4 separate regions of the Mus musculus genome follow, and regions 2, 3 and 4 are each linked to region 1. A link is a contact called in public HiChIP or PLAC-seq and promoter capture Hi-C data. All regions are on one chromosome and are shown on one strand. The core of a region is the stretch at or near the end of the contact, and the rest is flanking DNA. Distances in the headings are between cores, read along the strand shown.

Region 1 (6,470 bases), core at 1,784-4,283:
ATTTGAACTCAGGACCCCTGGAAGAGCAGTCAGTACACTTAACCACTGAGCCATCTCTCCAGCCCCTTAAGTTGTTTTTTATACACAGGGTCTCACTATGTAGACTAGGCTAGCCTCAAAATTACAAAGATCTATCTGCCTTTGCCTCACAAGTGATGGCTCTTACCTGACTCATTTTTGCTATTTTGGAGAAAGAGTTTCTCTCTGTTACTCAGGATGGCCTGAAACTCACCATGTAGCCCAGGGTGGCCTCTGCCTGTTCTGCAATCCTCTTGCTTCAGCCCTGGGAGGGGATGAGAATACAACATGTGGCATAGTCTCATTAACTCTCTCTCTCTCTCTCTCTCTCTCTCTCTCTCTCTCTCTCTCTCTCTCTTTCAGACAAGGAGTCATATTATAGCCCAGTGTGTCTGGAAACTTGCTATTAGCCAAGTCTGGTCTCAAAGTCACAGTAATCCTTCTTCCTCAGCCTCCCAAATGCTGGGATTACAGACATGAGTCACTTACCTGGTTTTCAAATTTTTGTTTGTTTTAGAGACAGAGCCTAAGTGGTCCTGGTTGTCCTGGAGCTCGCTATGCAGCCTAGGCTATATAAAACCCTGTCTGGTAAGCCAGACATGGTGGTTCACACCTTTAATCCTAGCACTCAGGAAGAGGCAAAGGCAGTTGGATCTCTGTGAGTTTGAGGCCAGCCTGGTCTACAGAGTAAGTTCCACCTGCCTCTGCCTCCTAAATGCTGCAATTAAGCACATACACAACTAGACTCAGCTTCAATTAAAACACACACACACACACACACACACACACACACACACACACACACACACATATAAACACTCCACATGCCTCTTTTGTTTTATTAAAAATGTTTTGTTTTGGAGACACAGTGTCACAAAATAAAAAGACAAGAAGAGATCCGTGGCAGCTTATGTGTAGAGGCTGAACTGGAGAAGGTACATGGGGGCAGGCACAAGTGTCATGGTGGGTGGGTGAGGGGATTTGTGTGTAAGATTATATGATGCTTAAGAGTGTGTGGTATGGAGCCGGGCGTGGTGGTGCATGCCTTTAATCCCAGCACTCGGGAGGCAGAGGCAGGCAGATTTCTGAGTTCGAGGCCAAGCCTGGTCTACAAAGTGAGTTCCAGGACAGCCAGGGCTACACAGAGAAACCCTGTCTTGAAAAAAAAAAAAGAGTGTGTGGTGTGTAGGGTTACAGGCAAACATTTTTATTGTTGTTGTTTTGTTTTGTTTTGTTTTGCTGTTTTAAGACAGGGTTCCTCTGTGTAGCCCTGGCTGTCCTGAAACTCACTCTGTAGACCAGGCTGGCCTCAAACATAGAGATTTACCTGCCTCTCTGCCTCTGCCTCCTGAATGCTGGGATTAAAGGCATGAATCACCATGTCCAACTCTGTTCGTTGTCTTATGTATTTTAGTGTATGTGTGTGTGTGTCTGTGTCTGTGTGTCTGTGCATTTTTGTGCTCCATGGTGCAAGTATGGAGGCCAGAGTAGACCCTCACCTCCCTTTTCCCCATGCATGTCCTAGGGATTGAAGTCAGGTCATTAGGCTATGCAGCAAGCACCTTTACCCTCTGAGCCATATAGCCAACATACAGTCACTTTAGTTTCTGAGACAGCATCTCTCACTGAACCTGAAGTTTGTGATTTGGCTAGACTGGCTGGCCAGCAAGCCCTAGGGAGCCTCCATACTGCTTCTCCATTGCTAGATGATAGGCATGCACGACCACCTCTGACTCCCCCATCCCCCCATCCCCGGCCCCTGATTGAACTCAAGTCATAGACACACTTACCAAATGAGCCGTCTCCCTCTTTTCCTCCTCCTCTTCTCACCTCTTCCTCTTGTATAGCATTTTATGTAGCCCACGCTAGCTTTGAATTCAGTGTGTAGCCACGAATGACTTTGAACTCCCGGTCTCTGCCTTCTAAGGGCTGGGATTATACATGTGAGCCACACACCCGGTTGTTTTAGTTCTTCGGAGCTGAAGCTCATGTTAATGATGCTCTGACCTGTAAGGAACCATTTTAGCATTGACAAGGAACACCGGTGGCATCTGACCAGCAGCAAGGGGCTAGCTTGGCTACTCAGGACCTGAGGCTAGGCACTGGGTGGGGAGTCAGAATCCCTGCCTTCTTGGCTCTCCAAGACAGACTTGGCGCCATGTCTCACCATAAGACAGACTTTCCTCTCTTTCGGCTTCATTTTTCCTTGATGTTTAGGAGGGGGCTTTGGGTCAGCTGATACCTGAGGGGTCTGCTATCCATAGACAGCGTCTATCATGGAGCCTGGCTGACCTCCTGAGTGCTATGCAGAAGGAAACCAAAACAAGGGGTTCTCTCATTTGCGTACATGGAAGTCCTCACCTGACTCATGCTCTCACACCAAATTCACTTGGCTTCTACCCCAGCTGCCCACACCTCTTCACCCTCTCTTCCTACCGGGAACTCACTTGCAGCTGAACTCTAGCTCAAGGGCTTGAGAAATTTCCTCCTTCCTCCAGCCCTGTGGTTCTGGGCTCCCAGGGGTTTCTTGGGCCCAGTTCTTCTTGCTCACCAGGGATTCCCTGCCCAGTCTTAATGACCAAAGCTATGCTTCCAGCTCCCTCTCCTCATCTAGTGGCTTCTCCCTCCCCCACCTCTCTCTCCCCTACAGAGGTATATGCGCTGGTGTGTTCATTCACACAAGCTCTTGGGCAGTCTCCGGTGCAGACTGCTCTCTGTCTGTCATCCATCCTTTCCCTTGTCCCTCCCTGAATCTCCTCTCTGTATTCTCTCATTCCTCCCATGCGCTCCTGTTTACATCAGCCGTTCTCCCTCCCTCTACCCCTCTCGCCTTCTCCCCTCCTTTCTGACTCTCTTTCCCTCTCCTCGTGCCAACTGTTTGTTGCTTCTTTTGGTTCTCTCTGTGTGTCTCTCTGTGTCTCTGTGTGTCTCCCTCTCCTCCCCCACCCCGCCCCTTTCCACACCCCCTGTCTGACACCCTCTCTGTCCTTTGCTTGCTCTGCAGGAAACCTCTGCAGTACTGAGTCTGGCTGGCTCAGTCCGTGTGGAGGTTCCTGTGGCATCTGGTGGAGGGGCCCTGGGTCACTGTGTTTCCTCCCAGGGGTGACTTGGCAGTGCTTTGCTCTGTTTCCTCACTTCTGCAATTGCCAGGCCACAACACAGAGGCTCGAGCTGAGGCTTGGACCAGGAGGGAGCAGAGCCTACGGCTGAGCTCCTCCTACAGGTAAGGAGGGTCCCAGCCCTGGCTGGGCAAAGGAGAACCCTACACAGGTCTCCTCAGGAGGCCAGAGTCATGCCTCCAGGTCATACTAAGGTAGATGGGTGGCTGGATTTTAAAAGAACCATCTGGCATCTTTCTCAGGCCAGGCTTAATATTCAAGAAGAGCTTTATGGCTGTGCGACAGGCCAAAGCCAGGGCTACACACATGCTTGGCCACTAGCCCTTGTTTTACGTTTTATTTGCTTATTGTGTGTATATGTATGTGTCACGGTGCACATGTGTGGGTCAAAGGGCAGCTTGTGACGGTCTGTTCTCTCCTTCTTCCATGTGGGGCCTGGGGATTGGCTTCACTTCTCGGGCTTAGCAGCAGATGCCTCTACCTACTGAGCTATCTCACCATCCCTGACTTTTATTTTACATCGAGGTCTTACACACTGCCGAGGTTGGCTTTGAACTCACTGTGTAGCACAGGCAACCTTGGATTATTGTATGTGTATACAAGTACGAATGCTCACTGTGTGCATGCCTGGCGCCTTGGGGTTCAGAAGAGGGGGTCAGATCTCTGGAACTGGAGTTCGGAGATGATTGTGAGCCACTGTGTGGATGCTGGGAACAAAACCTGGGTCCTTTCCAAGAGTGTCCAGGGCGCTTAATCCCTGTGCCATCTCTCCATCCTCTAGTCTTAGTCCTTAACCCTCTCTCAGCCTTCTGAGTGGTAGGTATTTCTGGCCTGTGATCAGGTGCTGGGACACTCCAAGGGAACCCCTCTTTTCTGAGAGTGAGATGGAGCCATCTTAGCCTTAACTTCTGGGAGGCGATGGTGAGGACGGGAGGCAAGGGCTTAGAGGTCTGTGAGCAGACCTCCATTTGCTTTATTAGCTGTGTGACTTTGGAGAAGTTATACACCTTCTCTGTGTATAATCAATGTCATCTCCCCAGCAGACTTTCCTGGGAGGCTGAGCTAAAGTGTCTGGGATGGAGCTAGGTCCCCGGGACCACACCCACTGCAGAGGATGTTGATAACTGGGTGGCTGGTACAAAGGTCCACAAAAGGTTGCCACGTTAAATCTCAGGTGTTGGGGACAAAGGCCAGTGTGGTACTGGCTATCTCTCCCTTGCAGGAAGTCTTGGGGTGATGCCGACAAACCAGAGCTGCTGGCCGAAGACTTGGGGGATACTGAGGGATAAAGGACTCATAGCTCTCTCATTTGCGGCTTGACAGAGCACTAGAATGCGCTCCAGATGGTCAGTGAGCTGGGGTGGGGGATGGTGACTGCCAGAGAAGAGGGAATCCTTTCCTCTGCACACCCAGCCAGAGAGAAAAGGAGATGACTGGCCGTCTGTGTCTGCCATTTTGCTTATAATCTGCGGCGACCTTGGGCCATTGAGTAGTCTCGATTTTCTTCTTTGTGGTTTAAAATTCTGACCTTGTAGGTTTGTGGAAGGATGAACTAAGAAGGTGGGGGACGTGCTTTGCTGAGCATAAAACAGTAAGAACAGGAGTGTCACTGTCAATGCTGACAAGAGGAGCAATTGTTTGTGCGTTTATCGTCTCTTCTCCTAGCTAGCAGGGTTTGGCAGAAAAACGTGCACAGGAATATGCACTGAGTTGGGAATGGTGGGCACATCTGTGATCCCAGCACTCGAGAGGCAGAGGCAGTAAAGATCAGGAGTTCAAGGTCAGCTTTAGCTATGTAGCAAGTTGAAGGCCAGCTTGGGCTACATGAGACCTCCACAACATCTCCCAGATCTGTACTAAGTAGATGAAAAGATATCATCAAAACTGTACTTGTTAGGGGCGGACAGTGAGCCATAGGCCAGCTCTGCCCTCACCCTAGTCACCTTGGGTCACTCCATCCGGTCAGTGAACGTTTAGGCAAGGGATTCACAGTCCCTGGCAGTGATGACCAAATGTGCCTCATGGGCAAGTTTTCCTCCTGATTGTTGAGATGTGATGAGCCTCTGGCATGGCATCAGTTTTATCTTTTTTTTAAAAAGTATCTATCTATGTATATCTATCTATGCATCTATCTATGTACCTATGTATCTATGCATCTATCTATGTACTTATGTATCTATGTATACACCTATGTATCTATGTATCTATGTATCTATGTATCTATGTGTCTATCTATGTATCTATGTATCTATCTATGTGTCTATCTATGTATCTATGTATGTATGTACATATGTATGTATCTATCTACCTACCTACCTATCTACCTATCTATCTATATCTATGCATCTATTTATGTATCTATATATCTATGTACTATCATCTATCTATAGCTATCTATCTACCTATCTGTCTGTCTGTCTATCTGTCTGTCCATCTATCTTATCTATTTATCTATCTTACAGTTTTCCTTCCCTCTACTCCTCCCAGTTCCTTCCCATCTGTTTGTTCTTTTATTGGGAATCAGAGACATCCCCACGCTTGGCCTGCAGACAGGTCTTCCTGAAGGCCATTGACCCCCTTCTTTTCTATACAGGTCCCCTCAGTGGAAGGAGGTTTGGGCTCAGGATGGAATGAGAGCTGAGCTAGAGTCCAGGAGCACAGATGGGCTTCAGGGACAGGAGTCTTTACTGAGTGTGGAATCAGTTCCCTAGATCAGAGGCTAGCCCCCAGCACAGCTGCTCTGAGCAGCCACTTAGAATTGTGACGAGAGTGGAAGAAGCTTCCATGTGTATTTGTGTGGGAGTGGGAGTCGGAGCGGGAGTGGGTGTTTAGCTCTACGGGAGTAGGACCTTCCACTAGCTTTGCAGAACACTTGAGCTGGCTGGGCCAGAAAATATGTCAGTCACTTGTGCAAGGGCCCTTTCCAGTTTGTTAAGTCCATTGCATTTTACCAAGAGTGTTACCCTTTTCCAAACCTCCTTCCACCTCCTGGGATCTCACTTCCCTTTCACAACCCTGCGTTGAGGCTGGCAGGGCACCCCAGTTTTCAGATAAAAACCCTGGGGCTCTGAATTGAGGAGAGATTCTCTTAGGGTGGTGGGTTACACCACTGAGACCGGAGTCCTGCTCCCATGACTCTAGTGACCATGCTTTCCCTCCCGCCAATCTGGAGGCTTCTTCCCAAAAGATCCAGTTGTCGCAGTGCAGGGCGGACTTGTCACTTATTGGCAGGAGGAACACTGTGAGGTCACTGGGAAGGGAGTTAGCTCCCTCCACCATTGAAAGGACTGTTACCGCTCTGAACCTGGTAAGTGCCGGCAGCATCTGTCCTGC
Region 2 (6,873 bases), core at 528-3,027, 250 kb after region 1:
GACTATTTCCTATTCCTGACGGGGAAGCTCCAAAAAGCATTTTCTTTAAGTTCTTGAACCTTAGCTTCTGTCCTTATTCTATATCTGCCTTGGCAGAGTTCCACCAGGCTGGTAGACACCACCGAGAAATCAGCTACCAACTACAAACTGCCCCAAAGATGATCTACACCACACCAGTCCCAGGTAGACCTAGAAAACCAGAAAGGCCCAGACTTGCTGGAAGCTGATGTAAACCGGTCCAGCTGATGTGATGGTTCCCTGTATCTTCAGCTGGGTCAGCAAACAAGATGCTTCTGATGAGTCCCCCATCACCTTAACCTCATCCTGGCCACTGGCTAATATTACAGCCTTCCTGGGCCCTGACAACAGCTTCCTAAATTCAGCAGGAAGTAGTTACACAGATGATGTCACCTCTTGTCCTCAGCAAGGAGCTGGAATATTAGGTCCAAAGGAAACTCCGTGGTGAAGGGGACAAAATGGTGGCCTAGTGGTGGACCATAGGGCCTTAAAACATCTGTTCTATGCTCACCAAATAGGTATAATTCATAAGCAGGCCGTGCATCTTTTGATGCATTACAAACTTTGTCCCTCCCTCCAACTCCTAGATAAAGAACATTAAGACCCAATCAAAAAGTTGGCAGGGGCAGGTAAGGCGAGGAGGGAATGATGAACTCGTCTGCCTCCACCTTAGGTGTAAAAGCCACCTTAAAATCTTAAAGTAAAGTCAAGCTGGGCTCATTCCTGTTTATGACTAAACCTCTCTTCTTCAAGGTATGCCCCACCTGTAGCCTTAACTACAACCATTTCTGTCTTGCCTGTTTAGAGAAACCACAACCATGTCTTTGTTTAAGACAGTTGTTTATAACCATCTTGCAACCCTACCTTTGTTTCAAAAAGGTTGTTATGACTACCCGTTGTTATGACTACCTTGTTAGGACCACCTGGCAACCCCACTTTTGTGCTGGGGAGGGAAGGCTGGTTTGACTAACTTGTTATGCTTACGATCTGCTCTTACAACCATACATATTTTGCCCACCAAATCCCCCATTTGAAAACACCCTACTCCTGAGCTATAGAAACCTTGTCTCCTTCAAGTCAGAGTCTGAACTTGCAAACCCCACCCTTAGGGGGAAACATTCCTTGTATACAAATAAAAAAGCTTGCTTTAACTAACTTGGCCATGGTGATTTGGGCTGGGGGACTTTCTTCTTCCATGGTTGGGATTCACACCCGGACCCTGAACTTCCTCCTGCTCTCTTGCTTTCTCCACAGCCCCTCCTCCTTATAACCCTGCTAACCCTGCCATGTTCACTCTCTGTTCTGCTCTGCTCCTGCTCCTCCCAGTGTGTCTTCCTCATTCCCTCTCTCCTGCTCCCCCCCCCCCAAGCCCCTCTTGCAGATAGCCCTGGCCACAGCCAGTCTGCTGGCCTTGTTCAGTCTACTTCTCTCTCTGCTCTGGACTCTTCCAGATGTCTCCAGCTGTTCCCTCCTATCTAAAATGAAAACCTTCCCATTTCCCATACCGTGGAACAGTCATGTTGTCAATTTACACACTAGCAAGCTGCTCCTTCTGGCTGGGAGGGAGAGGAGTTCTCAGCTGAGGTAGGATCTAGGAACCAAGAGGAGAAGAAGGAAAAGGAGACCCTGAAGCGGGTCTTGTTTAAAGGCCAAAGTGTAGTTCCCTGGAGAAACAGTTGTCACAATAGACAAGGCAGTTTCCGTGTGTAAGGGTTACTCAAGTGGCCTTCCTGCTTCTGCAGCCTGGGGACCAGAGAAAGCTGGTCAGAGGAAGTATTGGGGCTTCAGAGGGGGAGACCAACAGGAGGCAAGACAAGAGGACAACAAGGAACCGAAAGAATTTTCATGTGGGAGGCAGAGTTTGGCTTTTATCATAAAAAGTTCTGGGGGAACCGGGCGTGGTGGCCCACGCCTTTAATCCCAGCACTCGGGAGGCAGAGGCAGGTGGATTTCTGAGTTCGAGGCCAGCCTGGTCTACAGAGTGAGTTCCAGGACAGCCAGGGCTATACAGAGAAACCCTGTCTCGAAAAACAAAAACAAAAAAAACAACAAAAAAAAAAAAGTTCTGGTGTGGGGGAGCCCCATTTTACTTGAGTGAGGAGCTTCAGAAAGCCTGTGGGATTTTCAACAGACTGGTCCTGGTGTAGAAAGTGGCCTGACAGGCAGGAAGAGGCAGGATGGAGGCTAGGAAGTGAGTCAGACGAGAGACCATAGAGGACCAGCCTGGGAGGGAAGCAGATGGGAGAGGCATTCTGGGGGACAGAATGCAGAGTGTGGAGGAAACCTGAACTCTGGGTTTGCTTAGGTGCTTGGGCACAGGGGCAGACATGAGCCAGGGAACTACAGGGGACCAATATGACCCACACAGCCAGAGATCAGAGAAGTGACTGGTGTGGGTGGAGAGACATGGGATGGAGGAGTAGGGGTGGGGCACACTGATTCTGCTTGTCCCTGCACCCTGAGCCTCCTGCCTGTGGCTTCACTTTATGCCACTCAGGATCCTTCTCTTCCTCGGTTTTAGCTTCTCTGCGCCCATCTGCAAGCCTGTGTCTGTAGCCTGACGTTGGGCTCCAGGTAAATGCGCCACCACTCCTGTATCCTGTGGCACAGAGAACCTTCAACTCAGTGCCTTTCCTAGAGCCAACTCCTCAGGTGCTGTCCTTAGACTGAATGACATCTCTGAAGAATCCAGTGTCTGGGCCAGCAGCCTCCAGGCCCTGAATCCTCCTCCTCCTCCTCCTCTTCCTCCTCCTCCTCCTCCTCCTCCTCCTCCTCCTCCTCCTCCTCCTCCTCCTCCTCCTCCTCTTCCTCCTCCTCCCAGAGCTTGTAAGCCACATTCCTGCCACAGTGGAGCAAGCTGCTGATCCCTGCCCCTTACAGCTTCCCACCCACCATGGCCTTTTAAAATATAGCTCTGAATTTGTCACATTGGTCAAGGTTCCCCATGGGCCTGGGGCTCAATTTCGAGCCCCTAATAACATGGCTCCATGGATCCTGGTACATTCTTGTTTTCTCTCTCTCTCTCTCTCTCTCTCTCTCTCTCTCTCTCTCTCTCCCCCCTCCCCTACCTCCCCTCCCCCCTTTTTCTTGTGTGTGTATCTCCCTCCCCTCCCTCCCCCCTCTTCTCGTGTGTGTGTGTGTGTGTGTATGCATCCCCCTCCCCCCTCTTTCTCGTGTGTGTGTGTGTGTGTGTGTGTGTGTGTGTAAGTATGTATGTGTATTTATATATTTATCCACACACACATGAACAAAAACATTTAAATATAATCACTAGATAGCAGAGAGACAAAGCCCACACTAGACATCTCTCACCACTAAACGAAACCTTCAGTGTCAGGAACATACTACATCTCATTGGGTCATTGGCCAAAGGGGTCCCTTTTAAAGTTACTCCAACAACTCAAACTATTGCCAAGTCTATTGGTTATTTTCCACAAACTGATAGTAAACCCTATATCTAAAGACAACACCTACATATCTCACTGAATACAGAGAATCTGAGCTGCTGTCTAACTAGAGCCTTCATCTCTTCTTGACTAGTGTTCATTCTACTGGAAGGTATCCTGCACCCAAAGAGAAAGGCAGCCATCGACTCAGCTTTGATCTACAATGGTGCACTGTCTCCATCATATGCTGGTGCAATAGATGCTTGAAAGATGTGGGGACAGGGTTGGAAAGATGGCTCAGCAGGTAAGAGCACTGGCTGCTCTTCCAGAGGTCCTGAGTTCAATTCCCAGCAACCACATGGAGGCTCACAACCATCTATAAGGAGATCTAGTGCCCTCTTCTGGCCTTCAAGAATACATGCAGGCAGAACACAGAGATAATAAATAATTTTAAAGAAGATGTGTGAATAATCCATCATAGTAATTGGATTTAAGCCCCACTCCACGAATTGGAACTCATGCCTGACACATGTTAAGTGGCCAAGAACCTGTGAATAGCCAGGTATCTAGCAGAAAACCAAAAAGGTTTGTTCTGCTAACAGACAAATGACTCCTGGTAACCTGCTTCTCTATCCATAGATCAGTGTCTTGCATAGTAATCATCAGAGAAACTTCTTCCTGTAATAGATATAAACAAGTAGAGAACAACACTGGACAATATGCAGAGAGTAAGTTAGTTACCTTGGAGCATCCAGTCCTAGATGGAAAGTCTCCATCAAACCTTTCTCTTCAGGACTCAGGGAACTTTGCAAAGGAGACAAAAAACTTGATAGAGCAGGTGACAATAGATGGCATTAAGGAAGCAAGGCCTTTCCCCCACAAGGCACTGGGGCTCTTAGTGCACATTTGATGTGGGTGCTGGGGATTTGAACTCAGGTCCTCATGCTGGCACTACAAACCCTTTACCCACTAATCCGTCTCTTCAGCTCCAGGCATATGCTCTTAACCCTGGAGTACTTTCTTGCTTCCCTGGACCATAGACTCATGGGATACTCTTCACTCTGTGCCTGGATAACCTCTAACTGCCCTTCAAGTCCCAGCCTTAGCTGGACACGGTGGCACAACTGAAGTCCCATTTCCTCAGGAGATCAAAAAAAGAGGATCATTTGAAACCAGGCATTTGAAGCCAGCTCAGGCAATATTGTTAAACCATAGAATCAAGACAACAGTAACAGAACACTCCAGCCACAAACGACAGTATTTCTCAAAGGAAGCCATTTTTATGAACAAGTTAGTGTTGTGGGGTAGTCACCAGAAAGCTGTCTGGACATGGGTTTAAGCCAATAGAAAGACTTTATCAGGGCTGGAGAGATGGCTCAGTGGTTAAGAGCACTAACTGTATTTCTGAGAGGTCCTGAGTTCAATTCCCAGCACCCATATGGTGGCTTGCAACCATCTGTAACCAATCTGATATCCTCTTCTGGTATGTGTGTGAAGACAGAACACATTAAATAAATGAATGAATGAATGAATGAATGAATGAATGGATGGATACATAAATACATAAATAAAATTTAAAAGTCTTTATTAGCCAGCCAGAGAGTACACTGGGTGTTCTGGATCCCAATGTAGCTTGAGTCTTTCTCAGGGTGAACTTTTTTTGTTTTTAATGTATTGATGTTTTGCCTGCGTTTGTATCTGTGTGGGCTTGGGACCCACTGGAACTGGAGTTGGTGATAGTTGTGAGCTGCCATGACAATGTTAGCAACCAGTGCTCTTAACCTCTGAGCCATCTCTCCAAGCATCACGGCGAGCTTTTATTTTTAGCACATCCTGGTTTCCTAAAACTGTGGACTTGATGGGTTAGTTCTTTATTTTCATTTTTGGCAGGTGGTGCTGACTACATGCTGAGTTTCACAGCCTGGCTGGCACTTCGATTATGAAACCAGTTGTGCTAAGGTCTGAGGGGCCTACTAAAGTTTGGGACCCTGTTACAGTTAGGAGCGCCTAAGTTTGCTTAGGTGTCATGGTCAAAACAACCGTCAGCCTGAAGGGGTCTGGAAAGGAGAGTCAGGATCATGGTAGACACAGACGAAAGACTGTGGGCTCATTTCAAAAGTGAACTGTGTAGTCTAGGCGAGGTTTTGGTGAGTCACAGAGGGGCATGCCTATGATCCCAGCACTCATTTGGAAGGCACAGGCAGGAGGAGCTCTGAGTTTGAGGCCAGCCTGCTTTTCATAACCTGTTCCCTACAGTCAGAGCTACATGGTGAGACCCTATCTTTTTTGTTGTTGTTGTTGTTTTTTGTTTTTTTGTTTTTTGTTTTTTTTTGTCCGAGACAGGGTTTCTCTGTGTAGCCTTGGCTGTCCTGGAACTCACTCTGTAGACCAGGCTGGCCTCGAACTTAGAAATCCGCCTGCCTCTGCCTCCCAAGTGCTGGGATTAAAGGCGTGTGCCACCACCACCCAGCGTGAGACCCTACCTTGAAAGCAAAAAATGTTCCCATTACTTTTTACATAGTTCAGCTAGCCAGTAGAGATTGCACTGCCAGCGGAGGTTGAGCAAATGAGCTTGTTGACCTTATTTGTATGAGTTCTGCCTTCCGAATGTCCCTGCCCTGTGGTCCTGCTTTACCACATAGGACAGTCCTCCTAGACTTTATCCAGGGTCAGGATTTGTACCAAGAAGGCAACTCTAGTCCATCAAGGCCCCAACACACTACGTTCATGTCTTGTCTGTGCTCAGATGTCACATAGTAGTCCTGTTTGTGCAGGGACCCATCACGGTCAGAGTGGCCTTGCTGTGGTATTCACTACTTTTCTGTTACTGTGATAAAACATCAAGACCGAAGGGGGAAAAAAAAAAGAGCCAGAGAGATGGCTCAGTGGTTAAGAGCACTGATTGTTCTTCCGAAGGTCCTGAGTTCAAATCCCAGCAACCACATGGTGGCTCACAACCATCTGTAATGAGATCTGATGCCCTCTTCTGAAGACAGCTGCAGTGTACTTAGATGTAATAATAAATAAATCTTTAAAAAAGACCAAAAGCAACTTGAGGGGGAAAGGGTTTATTTCATTTTATAGCTTTTAGTCTGTCACTGAGTGAAGTCAGGGCAGACAGGGACTGCAGCAGAGGCCAGGGAGAACCACAGCTTCCCGACAGTTTACCCCCTCAGAGCTGGCACATCAACCGTTAATCAAGAAAAATGCCCCGACCTTACCTATGGCTGATCTAGTGAAGGTGTGCTCTCAGTTGGGATTTCCTCTTCCTCTGGCTTGTGTCAAATATACAAAACAAACAAACAAAAACAATCTTACCAGTGCTCTCTTGCCCTTGGTGTTGTGAGGTAGCCACCAGAGAAGACGGCTCAGACATGGGTTTGAGCCAACAGCCTTTACTAGCCGGCAAGAACTACACCAAGTGTTTGGATCCCTGTGTAGCAGCGAGCCTTTCTCGGGATGAGCTTTT
Region 3 (6,163 bases), core at 607-3,106, 190 kb after region 1:
GCACGAGGTGGAAGGAGAGAACTATCTCCTCCAAGCAAGTTCTCCTCTGATCTCCGCACAGTGTGTGTGTAGGCATGATATATATGTGTGTGTGTGTGTGTGTGTGTGTGTGTGTGTATATATATATGATCAAGACTTTTATTTTTTTCATTTTCAAATAAGTTTTAAAGAGACAGTTTTCCAAGAACCTAATGCCAAGTCTAGGGTCACTGAAAGTGCTCAACAATTGTTAATTGCCTCTGGCCTTCCTTAGTGGGCTACTCCGGCAAAGTGCCGGATTATACACGGAGCACAGCTGGACAGCCTGCTTCAGGCCAGACTCAGCAGCTGTGTAACCCTGGGCTAGTTACTCTCTCAAGGTCAGTTTTTCTGGGTAAAACGGACATTAAAGATACTTCACAAGCTAAGCTGTTGCGATGATATTATGTAAAATATATCATGTGCACAGGGGTTGGAGAGATAGCTCAGTGGTTAAGTGCACTGGCTGCTTTCACAGAGGACCCAGGTTCAATTCCCCAGCACCAACAACTGTCTTTAACTCCAGACCCAGAGAATCTGATGGCCTCTTCTGGCCTCCATGGGGCAGCAGGCACACATGTGCATACATGCAGGCAAAACACTCACACAGGTAAAAACAATAAACTTTCTTAGGCAGTGGCTTACAGATCTTCTGGACTACATCTACCTCCTATTTCTGAGTTGTAATTCAAAAAGCAAGTGTAACTTTTGACTGGTGTGATAGCGCAAATCTTCAATCCCAACACTTGAGAGACAGAAGCTAGTGGATCTTTGAGTACAAAGCCAGATTGATCTACATTGTAAGTTCTAGGCTAGCCAGGGCTACACAGTTAGACCATTATCTCAAGGGAAAAAAAAAAACCCCTTCAAGGTCACCTTGGAATACTATGCCTTTAAAAATCAAAAACAAAACCTGGATTACTGTGATTATCGTGTCATCCCAGCTGAGGGAATGTTTCTTCCTTTAAGTCCTGATTTTTTTTTTTCCTGGTTTCTTTCTGTCTTCCTGGTTCCTACACTCATCCAGGGTACAGAGATGGGCTTCTAACTAATGCTTTTGTGTTTATGTTTGTTTGAGGTTTGGTTTTGTTTTCTTTTACATTTATCTATTGGGTGGACAGACACCACAGAAGACAAATTGCAGAAATAAGATTTTCTCCTTCCACCGTATGGGTTTGGGGAACTGGACCTCTCGGTGGCAATGTTTTGTGTTTCTTTTCTGGAGTCCCAGAGATGGAACGCGCTCATTTGAACAACCACTGTACCTCAGAGCCTTCTATCTGAGTGTCCTGATTGAGTTCGCGAATCTTCCCGACCACCGGCTCCCTCTCAGTGTCTAGCTTTCATGTACTAGATCCTTGTCCCCCTGGCAAAGTCTGTGTCCTGCCCCTGGCACTTAAAATCCTCTTGAGCACTTTTTGGTTTGGTTTTGCTTTTGGAACAATGTTTCATGCATCCTAGACTGCCGTTGAACTCTGTCTCCCAACTGAGCTACACACACAAACAGCCTTGATGGCTAAGTCTCTGCGCTTCAACCTCTAATCTACTTTCCTTTTAAAGCCACGATCTGTGAACGGTTCCCGGCAGCACAGACCCCAGCCCCAGTTCCTAGAACGAAACAAAAATCAAGCAGGTTTCCCCCGCAGCCCTACCTAGTTGAGCCCCTGCGACTCCCCAGGGGGCCAGGAATATCAGCCACCCGAGCAGCGTCATCCTCTGGATCCCCCCACGGCGGGCGGCCGAAGCTCCTCCAAGTCCGTCTGCGCCGCGGGTTCCCACCTTGTGGCCAGCCACGTGTCTGGGCAGAACTACTCGTTTGGCTGCTTCCAGTGTTCCAAGTTATCCTTGGCGGATGGCTGCTCTTGCTTTTCCCTCTCTTGCCCAGCAGGGCGTGCGCTTGATTGGAGGAGGGACGCACCAGTGAGCGCTGGAATAGCTTGTAGGTCTCTGTGGAAACCGCATCTGTGTTGCAAGGTGCTGTGTTGGAGTTCCCCGACTTTTCGAAAGAAATTCATAAGTACTTAGGAGCAAAATGATAGGATCTTCGAGGTACGCTTTAAAGTTTTCTAGTCGAATTGAAGGCATTTCGGTTCAGTCAGCCTCCAGAAAATGCAGGAAGCACCATCGACTTACTGTCTTCTCCTTGCAGAGCTGCAACACGGATGGATGAATGAATTAGCTACCTGTGGCAACCAAAGAGCCTTAAAAGCTAGCCTTAAAACCAGATGTGCAAGCCCTCTCTCAAGGATAGCCCTGGCACTCTTGAGGCAGGAGGATTAGGAGTTCAAGGCCATCCTAGGCTACTTTGATGACTTTGGGGCCAGTCTGGGCTACCTGAAACGATATTACAAACAAACAACAAACAGAGTTATTTGCTGATCGTGCCAGGAGATGAGGACTACTAGAAACTGGGCAAAAGGGAGATAAGATGGTGTTGTCCCCCTGAACATGCCTTGAGAGCCTGAGGGCTGAATCACTCCTTAGCAAGTTACCTAACCTGAGAAGACAGAGAGAGCTGTGACTCAAGTCTGAGGAAGGCGATGAGAGGTTTCTGGAAGGAGATGACATAAACTTACTCCCTTTGTTTTGATTTTTTTTTTCCCTTGCAGTTAGGGATGGTTTGGGCTTTGTCTTTTTGTGGTTTATTTATTTCTATTTGTTCTTTTTGTTTTTTTGCTCCTGTTGTTGTCCGTACAGGGATGAAACCCAGATCTTCACTCAAGCAAGGCAAACTGTCTAGCTCACCGCCACACTCCCACGCCTAACCAGCTTGAACTTGATGAACACAGGAGAAAACAGGTTGTGTGGGAGGTGGGAGAGGAGCGTTAGTGAGGCAGGAGGAAGAGTGGAGGGGGAAGAGTTTTGCAAAGAGTGATGGGGGCTTCTGAGGCTCTGAAGCAGGCAGGAGCCAGGCTGTGCTTAGATGTTTGAGCTGGGAGCTTTGGGAAGCCAAGAAGAGGATCAGAGGCAAAGTTGAGGCTGGAGAGATGGCTCAGCAGTTAAGAACACTGGCTGCTCTTGCAGAGGACTCAGGTTTGGTTTCCATCAACTACATAGAGGGTAAAGGCGGTCTTTAACTCCAGTTCCAGGGCATTCAGTGCCACTACACACACAGTGCCATAGTGCATGCATATATATATATATTATATATGCATGCATATATATGTGTGTGTGTATGTATATATATGCATATATATATATGGAAAATACTCATATATATAAAACATGATTTTTTTCTTTTCTTCTTCTTTTCCTTTTTTAAAGACAGGGTTTCTCTGTAGCAGGGTGACTGTCCTGAAACTCGATCCATAGACCAGGCTGGCCTGGAAATCACAGAGATCTGCCTGCCTTTGCCTCCTGAGTACCCTGAGTGCTGGGATTGCCTCCTGTGCACCATCACGCCCAGCCTAAATAAATCTTTTTTTTTTAATTTATTTTTATTTTATGTGCATTGGTGTTTTGCCTGAATGTATGTCTGTGTGAGGGTGGCTGATCCTCTGGAACAGGGGTTACCAACAGTTGTGAGCTGCTGTTTGGATGCTGTGAATTGAACCTGGGTCCTTTGGATGAGTACCCAGGGCTCTTAACAACCGTGGAGCCATCTCTCCAGCATCCCCTCCTCCTCCTTCTCCTCCTCCTCCTCCTTCTCCTTCTTTCTTCTTATTTATTTATTTTATTTTATTTTATTTTTTATATGTAAGTACATTGTAGCTGTCTTCAGACACTCCAGAAGAGGGAGTCAGATCTCGTTACGGATGGTTGTGAGCCACCATATGGTTGCTGGGATTTGAACGCTGGACCTTCGGAAGAGCAGTCGGGTGCTCTAACCCACTGAGCCATCTCACCAGCCCCTTCTTATTTATTTATTTATTTATTTCTCCAGACACACCAGAAGAGGGCATTGGATCCCATTACAGATGGTTGTGAGCCACCATGTGGTTGCTGGGAATTGAACTCAGGACCTTTGAAAGAGCAGTCAGTGCTCTTAACCACTGAGCCATCTCTCCAGCCCAATAAATCTTAAAAAAGAGAAGAAAAAACAGACAGCCCAATTTGCATCTCCGAAGGATGAACACGGGAAGAAAAGGGCACGGTGTCTGAGGTACAGAAGTTGTCTTGGCCCATTTTCTGTTACTTTAACATAAGACCTGGGACTGGATAGTTGTAAAGAGCAGAAATGTATTGGTTCCCATTCCTGGAATCTCGGAAATCTATGTTCAGGGTGCTCATGTGTTGTGGGGTGTCTGCAGGTATTACTATGGCACAGAACCAAACCTTAAAGGTACCAAACCTCGGTACAGTCAGATTTGGTCAATGAGACTGCATCGCAACTGCTAGAGGTTCTGATCCTACGGTTTGATTTCTTACACATTTAAACATCATAAAACTTTGGGAGGAAAAAAACCCTCTCCACATGACAGTTCTCACAACAAAGTTTCGGGGTGGCTGTGTCAAAACTCCCTTGTAAAATAACCCCCCTGGAGCAAAGTACCTGAGACCTTTATCATAAGAGTGAGTTCTGCCTGCCGGGTGGTAGCGCATGCCTTTAATCCCAGCACTCGGGAGGCAGAGGAGGCGGATTTCTGAGTTCGAGGCCAGCCTGGTCTACAGAGTGAGTTCCAGGACAGCCAGGGCTACACAGAGAAACCCTGTCTCAAAAAACATAATAAACAAATAAATGTATATATGAAGCCGGGGGGTGGTGGCACATGCCTTTAATCCCAGCACTTGGGAGGCAGAGGCAGGTGGATTTCTGAGTTCGAGGTCAGCCTGGTCTACAAAGTGAGTTCCAGGACAGCCAGGGCTACACAGAGAAACCCTGCCTCAAAAAACCAAAAAAAAAAAAAAAAAAGTATATATGATGCCAATGAGGTTCCAGCAGGAAGATGGGCTTGCCTAGATGAACCAACCACCCCCTGGCTAGTTCAAGGCTTGTCTCATAGAGAGTTTGAAGTCAGCCTGGGCTACAGGAGACCCTGTCAAAATAAAGCAAGGTAGATAGCAAGGAATGTAGCTCCAATTGCTTGCCTAGGCCCTGGGTACCAACCATCCTTAGCATTACACATGCAAGGAAGAAAGGAAATGAAGTGAGGGAAGGAAGCAAGGGGAAAAGAGGAACTGAAAGGGGAAGGGGGAAGGGAGGAGGCAAAACAACCTTTGTCCCTTGGAATGGTTCAGACTCTGTCCTGTGAGTAGAGTACCAACGGGGTTAAGTTTTGTCCCCGTTCAGAGCTCTGAGTCACCCAGAGGAAGCGGGTGTCAAAATAACTTCCAAATCTGAATTTTCTGCCAGGGTAGAGAAAGAATGGAATCAGAGAGTGAGTGCTGTTGACTTAGTCTTAGTGAAGCAGTGTGGCTCTCCTTTGAGTCAAAGTGCTGGCAGGTGTCTAGGACACATGCTGGGACAGGGGACTAGGGGCTGAAGCATGCTGGGACAGGGGACTAGGGGCTGAAGCATGCTGGGACATGGAACTAGGGACCAAGGAGTCAAGGGCTGCTTGCACCAGGGCTGACGGGGAGTTAGCAACCACTAGAGCTGGAACTGTAATGAATGGGGACGGCTCCTCCTCAACCCATCTTGGGGGGTGGGGAGTGGTGCTAGAGACCCACGCATCTTCTGGCCAGGTGCAGGGGGCTTCAGGTCTTTTTTTATTAGTTCCCCCACAAAGCCCCATCACTCTCACCACTAACTCATAAGACATCATGTGCACATAGAATAGGCCTTAATTTTTTTTGTTTTTTAGTGTTCTCCAAGGCCAGAGGTGTAAGGCAGATGGTGCTGCAGTTACAGGGGTTGTGAGCTGCCCAACACAGGTCCTGGACACTAAACTTAGGTCCTCAGCAAAAGCTGTCAATTCTGTTAACCACTGAGTCATCTCTCCAGCCCGCCTTCCCTAAGCTTTTATATGAATAAAGAAAAGATGCTCTCATCCCAGCAGACACAGGTGGACCTCAGACTGAATCTAGGGGGTAGGGGAGTAGGGTTGCTGCCCTGACTCAGTCCTCTGCCAGAACCTGCTGCCTCAGTGGTTATGGTGTTTCTTGAGCTGGAACCAGGTGGCTCCATCTATGACTGACCGGAAAGGGAAGTAGATTTTTAAAAATCCAAGTGTTTGGACTTTGCTTTCTTAAGAACAAAATAACC
Region 4 (6,590 bases), core at 3,905-6,404, 230 kb after region 1:
CTCAGGCCCTCTGGAAGAACAGTCAGTGCTCTTAACCACTGAGCCATCTCTCCAGCCCTCGAAAAAGATCTTTCATTTTTCTTTTTTCTTTTTGTTTGTTTTTTCGAGACAGGGTTTTTCTGTGTAGCCCTGGCTGTCCTGGAACTCACTCTGTAGACCAGGCTGGCCTCGAACTCGGAAATCCACCTGCCTCTGCCTCCCAAGTGCTGGGATTAAAGGCAGGTGCCACCACGCCCGGCTCTTTCATTTTTCTTACGTTAAAAAATGTAAAAAAGGGCTGGTGAGATGGCTCAGTGGGTAAGAGCACCCGACTGTTCTTCCGAAGGTCCAGAGTTCAAATCCCAGCAACCACATGGTGGCTCACAACCATCGGTAACAAGATCTGACTCCCTCTTCTGGAGTGTTTGAAGACAGCTACAGTGTATTTACATATAATAATAAATAAATCTTTTTTTAAAAATGTGAAAAAAAACAAAAAACCAAAAAAACTAAAAAACACATTTAAGCCAGGCATGTCAGTGCATGCCTTTAAGTCCCAGAACTCAGGAGGTGCATCATTATGAGTCTGAAGCCAGCCTGATCTACATGGTGATTGACCAAAGCTAGACAGCGATCGGTACCTTGTACCAATAAAATAAAATAAAACAAATTGCATTTATTTAGTGTGTGCATGCATGTGTATGTTACAGCCCATGTGTGGAACCCAGAGGACTATTTGTAGGAGTCCCTCTCTCCTTCCAGCATGGAGGTGCCAGGAATTGAACTCAGATCATCATCAGGCTTGGCAGCAGCATCTGCCACTGATATCTCCCAGGCTTGAGACCTCCCCCTGCTCCTCCTGCCTCTGCCTCCCTTATAGGATTCAGCCATGTGCCGCACACACATCTGGGTTAGGCAGTGCTGGGGATAGGACCCCGGGACATCGTGTACTGTCATCCTGAGTCCACACACCCAGCTCCCCACAGGACACGAGGGTGTCAGCAGATGTTTGATGAGTGAATGTGTGAGCAAATCCAAAGATCCAAACCTGAAGTCCTAGAAGCAGATGTGATCAGAAGAGGGTGGGACAAGCCAGACTCGGGGCATCCTCAAGATTGCCGTCTGAATATGCCCTTGGCCTTGTGGCTACCTAACAGTAGATATGTCACCCTCATATGCAAAGCCAGGGGGGCGGGCATGCTGCTGAGAGTGGCAAGCCCACCCACGAGTGGCTCAAGACACACCTACAGGAGGCTACAGCACCAGGGGAGGTGGAGTGCGTGCCTTACCTGTGAAATTGGGGTTGAGCTCCAACGTCTGACCCGTCTCTGGATACTCGCACACAACCTTTTGGAGCTGGACATGAGTGACCTTGATTAGGTCCCCGGTGGAGAGGCAGCACTCATTCCCAAAGAGCTCGTAGACGGAACCTGTGGAGACATGGACTCAGTTTCTCCTTTTGGCAAAGGCCTGAGTGGCCTGTACCCTGTTCCGTATAAACTCTACTCAGCTCTTTCTGCTGCCATATATCTTTCTCTCTGCTTCGAAGTACTGGGGTCTGGACTGGGCTCCAAACATACATATCCCCCCTAGTGTAGCCCTCAGGCTTCTTCCTTACTTCTCCCTGCTAAAGGGCAGCTGGCTCAGCCGGCCATCCTCGGACAGCTTCCCCGGTCTTCACTGACCACCACAGGCCTGATGGTGCACTTTCTCCTGGCTCTCCTGGAGTGTGTGCATGGTCAGGGTGGGTCCCTTTCAACATCCTTGCAGCCTCTGGGGGTAGATACCACCCGTGATGAAGTAACTAGCCAGTGACTCCCGACTCCCATATTACAGTTACAAAATCAGGCTCAGGGTAGGTGGGCTTCACATAGATACAGCTCTTCTCACCGCCTGCTTTCTGCTTCAGATGAGTGAGCTGCTCGCGCTCTCGCTCTCTCTCTCTCTCTCTCTCTCTCTCTTTCTCTCTCTCTCTCTCAGCTGACTCTCCTGTAGTTCAGCTTGTCCTGGATCTCTTTCTACTAAGACTGATGTTGAACTGCGGATCCTCCTGCCTCTACCTCCAGAGTGCTCGAAGGCAGGTGTACGCCACCATGCCGAATTCTTTGTGGTACCGGGATTCAACTCCAGGGTTTCATGCATGCGAGATGCACTGGACCAATTGAGCTACAACACCCCCCCCCCCCCCCCGTCCCGATGAGTCACTTTTAGCTTCTGTTTTTAAAATGTTTATCTTGAATGCATTCCACAGCATAGGTGTGAAAGTCAGGACAACTCTTGGAAGGGAGTTCTTTCCTTCCACCCTGTGGGATCCAGGGATTGGTCTCAGGTTGTCTGGACTGGCAGTAACCATGCCTACCAGCTAGCTCACTCCGCCCGCCATTCTGGTGAGCTGTTTTTTTTTTTTTTTTTTAAAGATTTATTTATTTATTATATGTAAGTACACTGTAGCTGTCTTCAAACACTCCAGAAGAGGGAGTCAGATCTTGTTACGGATGGTTGTGAGCCACCATGTGGTTGCTGGGATTTGAACTCTGGACCTTCGGAAGAGCAGTCGGGTGCTCTTACCCACTGAGCCATCTCACCAGCCCCTGGTGAGCTGTTCTTAAGAGGATGTAGAGGAGATTGAGGCTCTGAGCACCACCTCCAAGTTCAGCAGCCACTTGCTTGATGCAAAGTGCTAAAGCCTTAAAGAACACTAGAAGCTAAGCAATAGAGATCTCACAGTGCTGTGTGCCCAGGGTCTGTGTCCAGTGGCAGAGGATGGGAAACCGCAGGTGGCAGGACCTTTTGACCACCTGGAGCCCCTCTCCCAGGGAGAGCTTTTGGAGAGCTGCTCACAGGGTCAGGAGAAACTGGTGTCAACCTCAACCTAACCCCTCAGGAAAGTGCACACAGTTGCTCGGAGGTGGACCTCGAAGAAGAGGAGCTTGTTAGCCATGGAGTTATATATACCTGGCCCTGTGCTGAGTGTGACTGGCACTTCACTGCCCTGAGGACGCGTGACTGCCCTTCCGGAACGGGCCAGCAGTTTCCCTTTTCTAAAAAAATATCAACAGCAGTTTCTCCTTCCTAAAAGTGATAGCTCAGAGAGGTGGCGTCAGCTCCTCCAATGATTGGTAAAGAGGAAGGGTAGGAACTCAGGCTCACCCTTGGCTGAACAGGGAGTGCCGGGTCAGCCTCAAAATGAACAGAAAAGAGCCAGCAAGATATCGTAAAGACCCTTCCCTTCCTAAGTCCCACATGGTGGAGGAAGAAGAAAACAAAAGTCCTGTGACCTTCACATTCATACCGTGACACATGCGTGCCCCCCCATCAATCAATCAATCAATCAGTCAATCAATGTAAACAAAGGCTCGGAAGACCAGCTGTGGTGGTACATATCTGTAACCACAGAACTCTTACTCTGGAGAAGTCTGAACTACACAAGAAGAATTTGTCTTAAACGGAAAGAAAGAAAAATGCTAAGGATCTTAGCTAAGAACTAGCTAGAGTGTTAGTAGTCTAGGATGTAAGATGGCCCAGGTCCCATCTGCAGCAGGGCAGGTAATGTGGGGGTGGGAGGAGGGGGAGGTGAGGGTGGCTGGAGGCAGAACATGGGGTATCAACCTCCAAAACTGGAATCCCATGTGGTCAGGAATTCTACCACACCTTGCCCCATAGGGTCATCTACCTTCCCGTTCACCTCATTTGCATACCGACACTCTGTGACATCCGTCTGTCCTCACGTCACCCCAAGTCCTTCCACTTCCCATCACCCCAGGTCATAGCAGATGAGGAAACTCGGGTATTGTGACACAGGTAAGCAAGAGACGCTGGGAGGATGTTCTGAGCTGGAGAAAAGAATGACCAGGCTCCCAGAGTCCCACTTCAGGGACCCATCAGATTCCGATGGACCAGAGAGACTCACTGTGGTGGCCCTTGTGTGATCCTCCTAGGTCAGTCTATAACCCGCTTGGCCATCAGAACACTTTGCTGGCAGCTGCTGTGGCAGAGCCTGGCTCGCTCACTCCAGGGAGTAGAATGAAGCAGGCATCCATGAGACAGCTTGCTGTCTGAGGGAGGAGCCCTGAATCTCAGCATCTCCCTCCACTCTCGCCTCTGCCCTCCACAGAGCAGCCCGGTCGGTCCCTTTTCTTCCCTCCCTTACCCAAGTGGTCAGTCCCTGGTCACATGTTATTTGGCCAGTAACTGGTGGCTGTGTCCTGATATGGCCATCTCTTCTCTGCTATGGGTTGCGGAAAGCCATGGGCAAGGAGCAAATGTACAGGCAAAAAGCGGGGAAGGATCCCCCTGGTAGGAGGACCACTCCATCTGAGAATCCAGCAGAGGAACAGAGAGACTCAGAGGCAAGGAGCAGAGAGTTCAGCGGGAGGGCTGATCTGGTGCTAAAATAACGAACTGGAATATATCTTAGTGGTGAGAGCTCAGGGTCCTGGGTTGGATCCTTGCAGAAAGGGAAAGAAGATAATAAAAGAGAACGGAGGGAGGGAGCAAGAAAGAAAAATGAACAGTGAACCAGGCATGGCAAATTCAGGCAGAGGCAGACGGATCGCTGCAAACTTAAGGCCAGCCTGGGCTACAAAACAAGGTCCTCTCAGAACAACCCCAATAACGACAGTGAGCACCCTAGTGCCTGTCTGAAACGATGGACGAGTTATCCCCACTTATTTGTCCATTTATTGTTATAATTGTTCTTGTTGCTTGAGACAGGATTTCCTAGGCTGTTCAGATCGCTCCTGCCTAGCTGCCACACAATTTCTGTTAGCATTACCGAGGAGCCTCAGTTGAGAAAAAGCCTGAGTTAAACTCAGGACTTCTCATCACCCATGGGACAAAAGCTGAAGAGCAGGGAGGTGGCGCCTTTTGGTGCGGATTCATAAAACTTCGGACAGCAGCGTCTGAACTCAACCCCAGATCCCTCAGGGTCTAACTCTGTAGCCCAAACTGACCTGCAATCACTTTATAGAACAGGCTAGCTTCGAACTCATCCTCCCGCCACAGCTCCCCAGTGTTGGCATTACAGGCATGACCCATCATACCTAGCTCCTTCCACCCAGAGCCCGCTCACCCTCAAAGTAGACTCCGGAGCAGACCCGCAGCACGCGCGGAAGGGAGGTGGGGTCCAGGCCGCTCACAAAGTCCTGCAGCGGCACCGGCTCCATGGTCGCGTTCCGACTAGATTTGCTCAGACTGATCGGCAGCTTGCAGAGGACAGTCCGGAAGCCACGCCCACCGAGGCCACGCCCCTCAGGTCGGGAGCCCTACAGGGTTCTCTGAAGCGCCCCGAACTCTTGAATGGGGACTTTATTTCCCCTGACCTGTCTCTTCATCTCTAAAATTGAATCTTTTCTTAAGGTTTCTAATGTGATAAAACACCATGACCAAAAGCAACTTGGGGAGGGAAGGGTTTATTATCTTACAACTCTGGGATCACAGAGGTTAGTCAGAACAGAAACTCCGGACAGATAGAGAGAGATAAAGGGACTGGGACTGGTACAAGCCATAAAGAAACACAGCTTACTGGTTTGCTCAGTTTGCTTTCTTACACAACTCAGGACCACCTGCCCAGGGTTGGCACTACCTACACCCTATGGGCTGGGCCCACCCACACCAATCATAAGTGGAGAAAATGCACTACAGGCTTGCCTACAAGCAGTCTGATGGAGGCATTTCTCAACAGAGGTTCCCAGATAATTCTAACTTGGGTCAAATTGACCAAAGAACAACCAGGACAATTCCCACACCTTTCTTTACTTGGCTCCATCGAACAGATCTAACATCAAGACTTGATAATTTTTTTTTTTTTTTTTTTTGAGACAGGGTTTCTCTGTATAGCCCTGGCTGTCCTGGAACTCACTTTGTAGACCAGGCTGGCCTCGAAGTCAGAAATCCGCCTGCCTCTGCCTCCTGAGTGCTGGGATTAAAGGCGTGTGCAGTTACACCTGGCAAGACTTGATAATTTGATACCCAGAGGTCTGGTGTGTGTGTGTGTGTGTGTGTGTGTGTGTGTGTGTGTGTGTGTGTATGTATGTGTGTGTGTGTGTGTGAGAGAGAGAGAGAGACAGAGAGAGAGACAGAGACACAGAGAGACAAAGACACAGAGACACAGAGACACAGACACAGACACAGAGACATAGAGACAGACCCGAGACAGAGACAGACAGAGAGAGTATCCCTTAGCACAAATTGTACTTAAATTACTGTGTAGCTGAAGATGACCTTGAACTTCTGATCTTCCTTCTTCCACCATCTAAAATGAGTGTGGTCACACACACTTTATTAGATGCTGAGGACTAAACCTAGGGCTTCATGGATTCAAAGCAAACACTCTACTAAGTGAGCTGCATCCTCTGCCTTGTTTTGGGTTTTTGAGGCAGGATTTCACATAATCCACTGTGTAGCTGAGAATGGCTTCCTTAGACTCCTGATGCTCTTGATGCCTCCTCCTGCCAGGTTCTGGAATAACAGGCATGTACCATTTAACTACCTCAGACCATGAAGATGTTGAACAGATAAAAACGATCCCACTTCCCCAGCTGAGATGTGCCCCCAGATGCCTCTTCCACAGTACTCCAAGTTCAAACAAGGTACACAGCTCCCTAGTGTAG

Evidence for each region. Promoter capture Hi-C pulls out the DNA fragments that hold promoters and counts their contacts. HiChIP or PLAC-seq counts read pairs in DNA pulled down with a chosen protein or histone mark.
Region 2: a contact with region 1 is called in a promoter capture Hi-C map of liver, with 2.8 times the contacts expected there. The contact joins the enhancer-like site here to the promoter of Ptafr in region 1. A contact is called at or near these places in 23 of 39 promoter capture datasets (the 3T3-L1 cell line, 3T3-L1-derived adipocytes, the C10 cell line and 13 more), 3 of 15 datasets of contacts at CTCF or cohesin (embryonic stem cells, large pre-B cells and pro-B cells), 94 of 484 Hi-C or Micro-C datasets (the 63-12 cell line, B cells, the Ba/F3 cell line and 52 more), 7 of 115 datasets of contacts at active chromatin or transcription factors (the HPC-7 cell line, astrocytes, bone marrow-derived dendritic cells and 2 more) and 3 of 9 other capture datasets (adipose tissue, embryonic stem cells and liver).
Region 3: a contact with region 1 is called in a promoter capture Hi-C map of fetal liver, with 4 times the contacts expected there. The contact joins the promoter of Smpdl3b here to the promoter of Ptafr in region 1. A contact is called at or near these places in 4 of 39 promoter capture datasets (embryonic stem cells, fetal liver and hematopoietic stem and progenitor cells), 5 of 484 Hi-C or Micro-C datasets (conventional dendritic cells, embryonic fibroblasts, embryonic stem cells and 2 more), 8 of 115 datasets of contacts at active chromatin or transcription factors (CD8 T cells, bone marrow-derived dendritic cells, bone marrow-derived macrophages and 1 more) and 3 of 9 other capture datasets (adipose tissue, liver and pancreatic islet).
Region 4: a contact with region 1 is called in an H3K4me3 HiChIP or PLAC-seq map of embryonic stem cells, with 26 read pairs. The contact joins the promoter of Themis2 here to the promoter of Ptafr in region 1. A contact is called at or near these places in 3 of 39 promoter capture datasets (embryonic stem cells and liver), 2 of 484 Hi-C or Micro-C datasets (embryonic stem cells and nephron progenitors), 3 of 115 datasets of contacts at active chromatin or transcription factors (embryonic stem cells and stem cell-derived neural progenitor cells) and 3 of 9 other capture datasets (adipose tissue, embryonic stem cells and liver).

What each region holds. Positions count from the first base shown.
Region 1 is chr4:132,561,034-132,567,503 of GRCm38.p6, forward strand. It overlaps Ptafr (platelet-activating factor receptor), which reads left to right and starts at 3,034. Exons shown (of 2, transcript NM_001081211.2): 1 at 3,034-3,241.
Region 2 is chr4:132,814,839-132,821,711 of GRCm38.p6, forward strand. No RefSeq gene overlaps it. Among named protein-coding and RNA genes, the nearest start is that of Themis2, 22 kb to the left of the region's middle. Within about 2 kb of position 1,778, at least 48 of the 459 cell types and tissues checked have an H3K27ac peak or open chromatin away from gene starts, as enhancers often do. A contact at or near this core is called in B cells, the HPC-7 cell line, Kupffer cells and 9 more, where this site is marked.
Region 3 is chr4:132,755,315-132,761,477 of GRCm38.p6, forward strand. It overlaps Smpdl3b (sphingomyelin phosphodiesterase, acid-like 3B), which reads right to left and starts at 1,857. Exons shown (of 8, transcript NM_133888.2): 1 at 1,671-1,857. The coding sequence starts at 1,731.
Region 4 is chr4:132,791,210-132,797,799 of GRCm38.p6, forward strand. Themis2 (thymocyte selection associated family member 2) reads right to left here and starts at 5,155. Exons shown (of 6, transcript NM_001033308.2): 1 at 5,051-5,155; 2 at 1,269-1,409. The coding sequence starts at 5,144.